2 separate regions of the Mus musculus genome follow, and region 1 is linked to region 2. Evidence: chromatin contacts called from public Hi-C data. All regions are on one chromosome and are shown on one strand. Each heading gives the region's core, a stretch centred on a gene start, on an enhancer-like site or on the middle of the called end of the contact. The rest is flanking DNA. Distances are from core to core; before and after follow the strand shown.

Region 1 (6,743 bases), core at 3,647-6,146, 54 kb before region 2:
TTCCATAGGGTGGCTACACACACAGACTTGGCAGCCTCCCTCCATCTTGGGAAAGTGCATAATTGCCTTCTGGCTGGCTCTCTCTCTCTCTCTCTCTCTCTCTCTCTCTCTCTCTCTCTCTCTGAGTATGTGTGTATTTCTCTCTAATTTTATTTTATTTTTTACTTATTCACTTCCCACCTCCCAGTCACCTCCTTCTACAGTCCTTCCTCTCTCCTTCCCTCCCCTTCTCCTCTGAGCAGGCTGAAGCCCCCTGAGTATACCCTGGCACTTCAAGTCTCTGAGAGGCTAGGCACTTCCTCTCCCACTGAGGCCGGAAAAGGTAGCCCAGCTAGAACATATCCGAGGTACAGGCATACAGGCAGTGGGGTTTGGGATAGCCCCCACTCTAGTTGTTTGGGACCCACAGGCAAACCAAGCTATGCATCTGCTACATACATTGGGGGAGGCCTAGGTCCAGCCCATGTATGTTCTTTGGTTGGTAGTTCTGACTCTGTTTTGAGGCAGGCCCACCTCCACGTGGCTTCTCTCCTTTGTAGCTTCCTGCTGGCTCTTTCATTCAGTCATAGATTGAGACACATACATCTACCGTGACTCAAAGGAGTATCCTCTCTTGATAAGGACCTTACTATACATTTATTGCAATTTTTAAACTCTAGACCTGTTTTTAACCCTGGCAATCTTAGGTCAGAGGCAACACTTATAATTACAAAGAAATTCTGGGTTGTTGTTGGTTTTTTTGATTTTTTTGTGTTTTTTTGTGTGTGTGTGTGTGTGTTTTGTTTTTATGTTTACTTTTTCAATAAAACTCTTTTGGCTGATACTTCCATATAGAGCACTGGGCTCCATCACGTAAGATGTTGTCACAGTGACTCCTCACTATTGATGTCATTGTTCAGGCAGAACCTCTTTCATCTTGCAGCACTAAACTCTGCATCTGTTTACCAGACAATAATTAATTAGTTAATTATAATAATATATTAACCCACTTCTTCCTTCCTGCAGGATCGATGACTATTCTTAGCTCTTTGTCTTTATGAACTTCCTTGCTCTGGGTACCACATACAAGCAGAGTCCCAGAGCCTTCATCCTTGGTGACTGGCTTATTTCCCTTGGCCTTACAACTTCAAGGTCCACCCGTGCTGTTAACATTCATCAAAAGTTGCTTTAAACTTGTGTGATGGGATACCTATATGTCCTGGTTTATTTTATTCATTCATCAATACTTTGCATCCATCTTTAGTTCTTTGAGTGAAGTTGTTACAAACTTAAGCATGCAAATGTAGCCTGCAGACTGCCCTTCTATTGTCTATGGAGGAGTTGGAGGTACAGAGACATTTAACAGTTTACTTGGGGTCCTGTGATAGCTAAGTGATGGAACTGGGATGTAGTAATGGGCCCTGACTTCTCTTCTGTGTCTTGTCCAGCCTGTCTGAAGGTCAAACATCTGTTCTGAGGGAATGGGCTGGATATTGTAGAGATGAAACATGAGCTAATTATTAATACTTCTTTAAATACTTATCATCCTGGCAATAAACTCTCCCAAATTGAAATTTTCATGCTAAATTATATAGTACTCTAAATATGTCAGTTACATAAACACAATATGTTTTTTAAATCCAGTAATTTAACGATTTCTATTTGTAAGACGCTACACTGGGCATATAAATAAACTGATTCTAACCACAAGTAATCCAATGCTTTGGCCACAGACTCTATCATTGACAATAACCAGTTATCACTAGTACTATAGTATGTACGTCCTTCATATGTTTAGTCCTACAACACATATTAGTGCTTCCATCTACCCCAAAAACAATCTTCACCCCAAAATGAGCTTAGCCTGGTCCCAGCATCCAAGTTCTTTCACCACTCTTGTGGCCTGAACAATGCTTGATTACTTTGGACCATGAGAGCGACCTTCAGTGAATCAGACACACACAAAAAAAAGATATGTGAACACAAGTTCAGTGCTTGTAAATGGATGGATTTGGGGGGAATCCAGAATGATCTCTAAGTATGAACACTGTATAACATGTCTATGAATGACAGAGGCCTGAGGAATGGACTCATGAATGAGATTTGACAGAGACCATGTATCTTTTAATGAACAGTAAGATGTCAGGTACATGAATATACTTAAGTACTAGCATCTACTTCTAATGTTGGGCTTAATGGCAATCAAGTCTAGAGAGCTTGTTCCGCAATCCTGTGCCCAGGGACGCCTGGCTCCTTTACAACATGTTTCCCATGTCTCACTCTCAAACTCAACTCTTCATCCTGGAAAGTCTGTGTCTCCTTCCAGCTCAACGCTGTGATTTATTTTTGGTGGTAAAGTGAGGAATTAGTCATACCTCCTCCTCTGCTGGAGTCTAATGGGCACATTGTGAATGGTAGTAAAGATGGTAGTTTATCAAGCTGGTGACTTATAGGGTTCATGGCATGAGCCTCCTTGCTCCTCCAAATTTTCTTTTCCCCATGAGTCACTCTATGATAATAATGAAGAGGTGAGGTCCAATGTCAAGACAGTAGACTTCCTTGTACTCAGTAATCAGCCTTGCAATAATTTCATATTGTGAAAGGAAAGTTGATGTCACTCGCTTGGCAGCTGAAGACAAAGAAGGGTACATAGAAATAACCAGGACCACCCAAAGACCTGCCAATCAATTCACTGACAATGAAAAGGAAAGCATTCTTTTTCTTGGTTAAGTATGACGGAGTTGGGCAATACTGACCTCTGGGTAGAGGGCGTTTTAGGATTTAATGAGTGGCTAGGACACTGATGAACCTCTGGTCAAACGGGTTATTAACTGCCTGAAAGTGGTTGACCCTGGAAGCAATCACTGCCACTACAAATACAAAGCCGAGTCTGGCTTGGACAATCTGCTTTTGTAAGAGAGCGTCAATGCCTGGTGACCTTAGAATGCTGCAGACCACTCCCAGGGGACAGCATTCAGTCAAGATTCAATTCCAGGAATAAATTCTAGCCATAAAAGTGGATGACACTTGCCAGACTTATAAAACAGCCCACTGTACACTTTAGTTGCTCACTAAAGATAGTAGGTGAAGTTGATACAATGTGATTACAGTGGCCAGTGATGGTTATCAGAAATATAAGGGGAGCCATGTAAGTTCCTTACAACTCATTTGTAATCACATTTAGAAAAGAGGCTGAATTTCAATAATGCATTTTACCTAACAAAATATAGGTAGAGATAGATATACAATATTTTCATTCCAATATGCTCTCCAAAACGTAGTCATGTTGTGCAAAGCTTTCCCGACCCTGAGTGCATTTTACACTTGCAATACATCTCTGTTTCCATCAGCAATGTTTCCAGTGTTTATAAAGCAACAGTACTAAATGACTGGCATCTTACAAAGTGCAGGCACAGGAAAGCATGTGGCTTTCAGTAATGCATTTAGATGTTCAAATGGGTTATATTCCAAAATAATGAGGGACATTTCTCATGATGCTCAGCGAAGAGTTAATGCGTAGTAAAATGCTAAACACAGCTTGGCCGGGAAGTGGTGGGTGCAAAGTCAAGGGTTCACTTAGATTCCTGATGAGGGAAAAGCAAGTTATCTATCAACAGATAGCATAGATTTACAAAGGGAGTGGCACTCCCTGGAGCAGCAAGCCTGATGGAAAAATGGGGGTGCAGGTTAGACAGGGCAGAAGGTTAGACCACAGTTAAGGACTCAGACTCTAGCAACAATAACAAAAACAAAAGGAAACAAGCAAGCCAACAAAACCAATGGAAATATAAAGTATATATTGACAAGGGAGGGAAACAATTCTGGCTGTTGGTTTGGCTGTTGTTGTGGGTGTTTTGGTTTGGTTTCGGCTTTATTTGTCATTCAGCAAATGCTTAAAATATGTTTTCCGAATGAGAGAATTGCACGCTGTTTATTGGCAGGTGAGTTTGTAAGAACCAGAGAAGCTTAACCAGTCACAACTTGTGTCATGCCTTTACAACACCAGGGGTCACTCTGACTCAGGAAGGAAGGTTTGTTCATGTCGATGGTGGTTAAGGAGAGAGAAGAAGAGAAAGAAAAGTGCAAACAAAAGGAGATTTAGAGGCAAGGAAGATGGGTAAGTGGGTAAGTACGATTGCCTGATGATCTAGAGTCTATCCCTGGGAGCCTATGGTGGAAGGAAAGAACCAATTCCCAAATGGTGTCCTCTGTCCTCTGCACACCTGAGATAGTAATGAACCAGAAGAGTTTGGCAACAAGAAATCTCTGCCCCCACCCCCACCCCCACCCCCCCGCCCTTCACCATCTCTGCTGTGTGTCTTTACTGTCTCCTGAAGCTCCATCAGATGCTCTGCAGCATAGGACTCAAAAGTCTGGGTCCTGAAGTATTAACCTTTGCTAGAGATGTAATGTATTAAGTAGTTTATTTCTAGGACAGTAAGTACAGTTTAATAATATGCCAATATCTTTCCGGAGACAGAGCACTGACATGAATTCTCAGAACTTACTTTAGGAAAACAGTGATATGTAGAAAAGGAAAATTGCGGAACCAGTTAGATTCATAATGAGACACACAAACGTTTTGTAAATCAATGACAGTTACTGAAGATGGAAGGGGGATGTGTTACTCTAACAGTTTGCTAATAGAGCAGGAAAATGCAAGCCCAAGTCTAGCTCAATAATTTATTCACTCACTCCAAACCATTTTTGATCATTCATTCTACATTTCCCAGTCACTACTCTGAGCACCAGAAGTACAGCTTTAAAGAAGAAAGGCAGAACCCTGGCTTTCAGAGACTTCACATTTTCATGCAGAGACATGTAATGAAATGCATAGCAACAAATAAATACACAGGAGGTTTATGTCAGGTTATGAAATTGCTACAGAGAAAGTCATGGAATGGGGGTGGACTCAGGCCAGGGAGTGGGTGTGTGGTGGCTCTGGCCAGGATTGATTTGAATTGGGAGAGCAGAAGCTGGTTAGGAAATGCTTCCTGGGCTGCTGGGGAGGATAAAATAGGCCTGGCCGAGAGCAGATCTGAGGGGAGCTTTCCAATCAGATTTAACTGTACGTGTACCTATATTTGGACTTTAATACTGTGATGTCTGTGTTCAGGTAAGCTTGCTCTATGTCTCTCTTTCACAATTGAGAAAGAGGGACAGAGAAGGCTTCTGTGACAACCACTACCCCTCCCCCACCACACAGCCTACATAGGAAACCACAGAAGAGAAGTCTTAAAAATTTGTGACAAGGACGTCAAAGTGTAGCTCTCCACAGTTGATGGCTTCTGGCAGGGGTGCGGGTGAGAAAGGACTCCATTTTCTTTAAGGGGCTGGCCACTGGGAGTATGACCATGCTCCAGTGAGTGTGTGGACAACACAAAGAGAACTCATTTTTCCTTTTCCTCTTCTTTCTCCTCTTCTTCTTCAAACCTGGGAGGACTGGGAAGTGAGTATGATCTCAACCACCACCACCACACCACTTATTTAAACACACACACACACACACACACACACACACACACACACACACATACACATACACACACACATACACAAACACACACACACATACACATACACACCACACACACATACACACACACACACACACATACACACACACATACACACACACATACACACATACATACATACACATACATACACACACACATACACACACACACATACAAACACACACATATACACATACACACACATACACAAACACATACTCACACACATACACACACACATACTCACACACATACACAAACACACACACATACACAAACACACACACACATACATATATACAAACACACACACACATACACATACAGACCACACACACATACACACACACATACACATACACACACACACATACACAAACACACACATACACATATACATACATACACATACATACACAAACACACACATACACACACACATACAAACACACACACATATACACATACACACACATACACAAATACATAGTCATACACATACACACAAACAAAAACACATACTCACACACATACACAAACACAAACACATACTCACACACATACACAAACACACACACACATACACACACATACAAACATACACACACATATACACATATACACACATACACAAACACACACACATACTCACACACACACATACCCAAACACACACATACACAAACACACACACATACACAAACACACACACATACACAAACATACACATACACAAACACACACACATACACACACATACACAAACACACACACACACACATACACAAACACACACACACGAACACACCCCCATACCACACAAACACATATACCACACACACAAGCCACACACACACACCCTTGTTGCTGTGTGTCTGACTTTGAGAAATTCAGTAAAGAATGATTCCTGTCTGGCGATCTTGCTCCCTGGATTTGAGCTGCTGACTGTGCTAAGTCTGAGGGTTTTGCTTCCAGGCTTCTAAAGATTGCTTCTGTTGCCCGTATCTGTTGTTAACAACACCTGCTCAGACTTGTTTCTGTCTGCAAGTCTCTGCACACTCAGCTATTGCAGTATGGGTCAAAGAGCATCAGTTTCAAACTGGCTGACAAGACTGATTTACAGCTCCTGTGTTCCCAGTAATCTCATCTTGGCATTTATTGTTAAGCTCTTAGATAACATCTAAGGATGAGATTAAAATGCAAATTGAGAACAATACTGAATCAGGACAATGATTTATCGTGTAT
Region 2 (6,646 bases), core at 1,274-3,773:
GAGTTCACTCACGTAGTTTATCCAGAGGCTCCACACAAATGGCTTTTCATACTTACAAGTCCATCTTACATGTGCTATCTAGAGCTTTGCTTGATGGAGGTAAGTTAATGCTTGTACTTTATATTTTCCTTTTAAAGAGTCAAACAGACTCAACTCTACCAAACAGCCTTTTTAACACCAGTGGCCAGGGAGTTGGGTGGGCCCTGGAAGCACAAAGATATAGTCTCTCTTCTGAGTCTGAAATTGGAATGCTCAGAAAGGCCCTCCCATCAGGAAATGAGTAATCACCCTGATTTGGGTATTGCTGTCTCTTAAAGCAGTGGTATGAAGAATCTCAGGCCTCAGTGTGAGGGTGAGGTTTCTGACAGCCTAGGTTCTGTTGGCTTACTCACTCTATGGCTTTTGGCAACTTAACTCAGAAGTTCCACATCACAGTTTACTTCTCTGCAACACAGATCGTAATAAATCCTCATAAGGTTGCCACACAAATACAATGTGCTAACACCTTCATGCACTCTTAAGTGCTTAACAGTTTAGTCCATGAGAGCACACAAGTAACAGATATTTATTAAGTATTCACTACGTATGATGTGTGTGCATTTTCCAAAGAGCTCTCGATCAGTCCTCATCCTTTCCTGTGATTGTCTTTTGGCTCTTGTGTTCTTATGCATTTTTTTAATTTCTATTTTGAGGTAGCGTCTAGCTCTGCAGTTCCACATGGCCTTCAGCTCATGAGTCCCCTGCCTGTGTTGCCTGAAGTGACACTCAGGCAACACAATGAACTTTTCCCCTTTCAGCCTCAGGAATTGTCACTGCATCATGGAAGGCTCCCCAGCTTGTATGGTTTCTGCTTTGCATATCTCTCAATGGATAAAAGATGCTGGCTGCTGTTTCTCTATTCTGTCCCCACCCAACCCCTTCCTTCAATCTAGCAGTTCTAAGCAGGATGAATGGCATCCCAGAACCTCTTCCATCAGGGTGGAGCTTACATTTATTACAAACATCTGTATCTTTGGGGGGGTTGTTTTGTTGTTAATTTGTCAAGTTCTCCAAACTTATACTTTTTATTTGAGTCAGGGGATGGAGAGAGCTTATTCCTGTGAAAACTACACTAGACCATTGGGATTCCCAATGCTCTCCACTCTGGAGATTCTTTTCCTTATTTTCATTCCATAGTCTATTTGTTCAAATACTTTTTAAGGACATATGAGCAAAACAAGTCCCAATACTCACATTTGCCTGATCTTCCATTCTGGGACTTTCTGATCCTTCCTTCTTTCTTTCTTTCTTTCTTTCTTTCTTTCTTTCTTTCTTTCTTCCTTCCTTCCTTCCTTCCTTCCTTCCTTTCTTTCTTTCTTTCTTTCTTTCTTTCTTTTTCTTTTTTTTTGCCATAAATGGAAAGTACAAAAAGAACTCTAGATCTTCAGTCTGAAAATGCATAAGCTGGTTAAGTCATAACTCCTTCCAGGTTGCCATACCTCTTGCGTAATTTTTGATCAATGTTATTGCAGATTGACACCCCCATCTCCATTGGTAATGTTTTAGATCCAGCTAGAAAAAGATCTTTTTATATGCATACTTGAAGATGTAAACTCTAGACCCTCCTGAGTACCCGTTTCTTACTCTCTCTACCTTTATACAGATACCCTGTTTATAGCTAGCAAGACTTGGCTAGACATGTAGGAAGAAGCACAATGCTGTTAGGGTTGGGCTTCTCCCAATGAATCCCAGCTACAGTTGTCAGGCCCAGCAGCTTCTCTGCTCTTGGGTTCAACAAAAATGGCCTCTACTAACCTTCTTTTATGATGGAATTCCTCTGCCTTCATCCTGTACCATCAGCTGCTTTGGAGTCGTTCTGTTACTTACAACCAGTAACTTCTTTAATATCATACTCTTTTATGCAGGCTTCATAGTCTCCATAGCCTGGCATTGTTTGAAAAACATGCATTTTCTGTTAGCAAAATTACGGTGACCAATTTACCAGTTATTTCTGACAGGAAAACAAACAAACAAACAAAAAACCAAAATATAATAAAACAAATAAATAAAAAACAAAGAATTCGTGCTCTCCTGAGCGGGCATCTCTGTTTTTATGTTGTTTCTCATCCATGGATGAAGTGAAGAGCACGTGCCAATACGTGTTTGGATAGGAGGGGAGAAAGGAAGACAGGAGGGAGAGTATTCCAGTTCCTGCTCACTGTCATAGACCACACTTAGCTGGGTACCCTGTGCAGAGCCTGTCCCAGCCTGATGCCAGGAACCCAAGCCTGGCATCTAAACCTTCTCCTGAGGTCTACCCTAGGAGACTGGGTACATGGCACTCTGCCCTCTGACACCTCCTGTGGGTTTGCAAGTGCTCAGCACCATTCCAAGAATCTGTTTTCCCTTCTTCTCAAAGTCAGTTAGGCCTCAGAAAGGTCAAAATAACACCATCAATCAAGTGGGCTCTCTCTTTCATAAAAGCTCAAGAAGCTGGGATTAGCACTGTGCTTTTGGCCTGTACAGAACCACCCACAGTCTTCATTCGGCCCCCTGGCAACTCAGGAAGCCATGACTCAGCTGGGGAAGCCAAGAAACTGGTCAGGTCTTTCAAGGGTAATTCAGCTTCATGTAGAAACTCTGATTTTTTTTTCTTTTTTCTCCTTCAGATCATGGACATTGTAACTGAGTGTCTTGGGCTGGTGTGATGGTTTGTATGTGCTCTGCCCAGGGAGTGGCACTATTAGAAGGTGTGGTCCTATTGGAGTTGGTTTGTCACGGTAGGTGTGGACTTTCATCCTAGCTGCCTGGAAGTCAGTAGTCTGCTGGCAACCTTCAATGAAGATGTAGAACTTTCAGCTTCTCCTGCACTGTGTCTGCCTGGATGCTGCCATGTTCTTACCTAGATGATAATGGGCTGACCTCTGAACCTGTAAGCCAGTCCCAAATAAATGTTGTCCTTATAAGAATTGTCTTGGTCATGGTGGGTGTTCACAGCAGTAAAACCCTAACTAAGACAGCTGGTGACAGGACTGGAGGTACCCCAGGGTTTCTTCACTATCACCTCTTAGACTGTATTCTAAGACAGCTAACAAGCTTTGTGCATTGTTCCTGAACTTAACTGTATAATGCCTCTGCTTGCCTCCTGTGATTCATTTACAGTCTTGCTTTCACAATCCATGAGGAAAACCAGGGACATCAGAGCACTAGCAGGTCAAACTAAGATAGATGAAGTGCATCAGTGGAGTAGATGTTGTGTTGGGCCAGTTCAGAGCCCTGGATCTGGCCCTGAGTGATATATGAGCTGGTCAGCCTCTGGTTCTCCTGCCCTCTCACCTTCAGAGCCAGCTCACCAGCAACTCCTGCGATCAGGGCCAGCTCTACCATGCCAGGCAAAGTATAGGGTTTGCTCTCCCAAGTGTTGCAGCCAGTGAGGGACATGGCCAGTTCTCCCACTCTCATGACCCTGGGGCCAGCTCTTCTACTTGCCTTAGATAGAGAAGGATAGGGATGGCTGGAGGCTATCTCTCCCTCATCCACACCACCACCCAGCAGACAAGAATTTGGGCAGGCTCAACTGAAACTCATACATTCAGGATTAGCTCTACTGTGCTGCCCAGGAGAAATGCAGGGCCCAATCTCCAGAATGCTACAATAAGCGAGGGGCAGGAACAGCTCCTGCTCTTGAGACCCCACCTTGGGGCCAACTTTCCCACCCACCCCTAATGGGGTAGGCAAAAGTGAAGGGAGGGGATCTCTCCCCTGCCAATGCCACCACATAGTAGAAAAGAGGCAGGGCTGACTCTCCCACACTTATGCCCTCAGGGCATGATCACCCTCAGTGCCCACAACCAGGGCCTGCTCTGCTGTGTAGGAGTGCTTGAAGGAGCCTGTGTTTTAGATAGCAAACTACAGGATCTCCATGACACAGGGCAACAATAGGCTCTCCAAGAGGAGTCCCAGGGAAGTTCCACTACTGATGGAGTAGCAGAAGGCAGATGACTCACTCCATGAACAAAGCAAAGAAGTGTGGACAGAAGTGTGGACAAAATCATATGCATGGGACATAGTGTGACATACTACAGCTTCCACGGTGAGATTTTTTTCCCCCTCTGTTAGTGCAGATGTTGAAAGTGTGGAGGGCACATACAAGGGGAGGGGAGATGAGTGGGATTGGGGTGTATGATGTGAAATTCAAAAGAGAACCAAAGTATTTTACAAAAGATTGAAGACATGAGCCAGACTGGAACAGAACCTGTTGCAGAGTTGTAGACGTGAGCTGTGCACGAGTCTTGTGATGAAGACAAACAGATAACTGTAACAGGGCCACCACATACAACTGTATAGGCAGCTACATACCTTCAGTGGAAGATGTTCAAATAGACTGATAATTAGTGGTGCTGCCAGGTTAACCCTCACACCTAGTTTTTCCTTTCCTGTGTTAACCAAAATTTCCCTAATGTCGCTGCAAGAAAATAAAGCTTTAGAGATTAACTTTGTACTGTAAGAATATATAACAATTAAGTTTGTAGGAAGAGACAAAAAGGAGAATTTAAACAAACTTGTACAGATAGAGCAGTCTTTATTTAATGTCAGATGGTGGCATCCTAAGTCCTGACCATGCCAGGGTCTGATGTCTTCTTTGGCAACCACTGGGTGACTGGGGCTGGGGCTGGGTCAGCTGCTTTTCTTAGGAGGAGGAATTCCTTTAACATAGAAAAAGCTTTCTACTTGTAAGTAAGGCCGCAAGAAAGTAAAGCTTACGCAGTTGCATAATGCTGAAAGAGCCACGGTTGTGTTGGAATGCACACCCACCAGCTCTCAATAACCACTTAGTATCTCTCCCCAGCCATGTGTTGGGTGACACCACAGAGGTAACCTGAAGTCAGGCAGGATGGTTTATTTAGACCACAGACATTGCCAGGTACTCAAAGGCAGGGCCTCTCTACTCTCTGCAGTTCTGTATGTGTCATGGAACTATATCCTCTCTCCAAGGTTTGATGTTTCATCTCAAGAATGGGGAGGGGGGAGTAGGGAAGGGGAAAGGCATCTTGAGTGACCTGTCCTTATTCATCATTAGTTCTTCATAATTGTATGAATTCCCAGAATGAAGAAGAAAAGTTCCGGAGCAACGTATTTTGTCAAGCTTTTCTTACTCACTTTTAGTTAGATTAGAAAATGTTATTTAAAGTGGTTAGTATGATTCAGACAATGGACACATGGACATTTCCCTAAGGTCTTATAAATTACCATTTGATTTGTGAAGTGGATGCTCTGCCAGGCATTGTGCTGCACTATGTGTGACTCATGCTTATTCGCTCATTTGGCTCTCACAGCTGTGTTGTGGGGCCAGGAGAGCCCGGATCACAGATGAGGGAGGGGAGGCCCTGAGAAGTCGGTGCCTTCCCAAATGTCCCAGAGTTGGAAAACATCCAGCTTTGGTGCCTTTGTTGTCTGTGTAACATATGTGGATACCAGATATATAAATCATACCTTGAGCCCATGCAAATATCAAATTACATGTGGTGTCAAATCAATAAAAATCTCTAGGTAGAAGCTAAAATGAAAGATCTAACTCTTGATATCAAAGGCAGAATGAAGTTTAGTCTATAGGGAAAATTGTAAATTTCCCTTGAAAAAACATTCTAGCCTTGGGATTTCATATCTGTAGGCCTCTATTGGAAGCCAATAATAGTTGCTTCAAAGAAGGATCAACACCAGAGTGGGTTGAGGAGAGGGCATCAGGCAGGCTCTGTAGACTGAAACTCCCAGGCAAGAGTAGCCTTGTCCTTGGAGACTTTATTGAGAGAGAAAAGAGGAACCTTCATAAAACGGTTATTTCCATGCTCTCAAAGTATCTGGAATATTTTTTGAAACACTGCAATTAATAAAAATGTGTTTGGAGTTGACTGTCAAACTCGCTGAAGATGAAAAAATGTATGTCTTCAACAATAACAGCATTTGAATCATATAGTGTGTGTCTGGCAGATATTCTTTCCCAATGACCAGGCTAATTCAAGTGTATACCTGCTTAGAAGTGCAAACGAAAGCCTATCAGAAGCAAAGAGGAAGAGGAGGAGGAGGAGTAAGGGAGCCAGTTATAGGACTGCAACAATCACACAACAGTTACAAGATTGCGAATTTGCAAATATCTAGGACTCAAAGCCCAGAGCAATGGCACTGAGCTTGTGCTTGTACCATCTAAGGAATTGGGGAGCACACCAGACATTTCAGTATCTAATGGAGTGAGAGCCAAGTTCTAAGGTTTGCAAATGTTAGCCTCCTCTAAGGAGCTTACCCAGAAACTCATATGACCCATGGTCTTGGGGACATTGGAAGGCACATTCATAAATAACATAGTTATGGATAGCATAGCCATGGATTCCTTCTGGTTTGTTTCCATTTCATTAAAACTTTTAACCTTGTGGGTCATACAATATTAAAAACATAACCAACAGGCAGGAGAATAGAGAATCAGGAAGGATTAGGAAACTTCTCAAGCTGTTTAGTTTTTAGCTGCTCTGGGAAATGACTGATTCAATGGTAAAGCCAGGCCATAGGACATACTTGGGGCAGATAACTAGGTTTTGATAACGTATCTATCAAATCAAATGATGTATAGCTGTCCTTCATATTCACAGAATCAACATCCACAGAATCAACTACC

What was found. A called contact is a pair of places that touch in the nucleus more often than the background predicts.
Region 1: a contact with region 2 is called in a Hi-C map of 3T3-L1-derived adipocytes, with 4 times the contacts expected there. The contact joins two enhancer-like sites. A contact is called at or near these places in 1 of 39 promoter capture datasets (the 3T3-L1 cell line), 6 of 484 Hi-C or Micro-C datasets (3T3-L1-derived adipocytes, adipose-derived mesenchymal stem cells, embryonic fibroblasts and 2 more) and 2 of 115 datasets of contacts at active chromatin or transcription factors (embryonic fibroblasts and fibro-adipogenic progenitors).

Annotation. Positions count from the first base shown.
Region 1 is chr7:72,497,239-72,503,981 of GRCm38.p6, reverse strand. No RefSeq gene overlaps it. Among named protein-coding and RNA genes, the nearest start is that of Gm39035, 190 kb to the right of the region's middle. Within about 2 kb of position 4,896, at least 21 of the 459 cell types and tissues checked have an H3K27ac peak or open chromatin away from gene starts, as enhancers often do.
Region 2 is chr7:72,440,823-72,447,468 of GRCm38.p6, reverse strand. No RefSeq gene overlaps it. Among named protein-coding and RNA genes, the nearest start is that of Gm39035, 140 kb to the right of the region's middle. Within about 2 kb of position 2,523, at least 25 of the 459 cell types and tissues checked have an H3K27ac peak or open chromatin away from gene starts, as enhancers often do.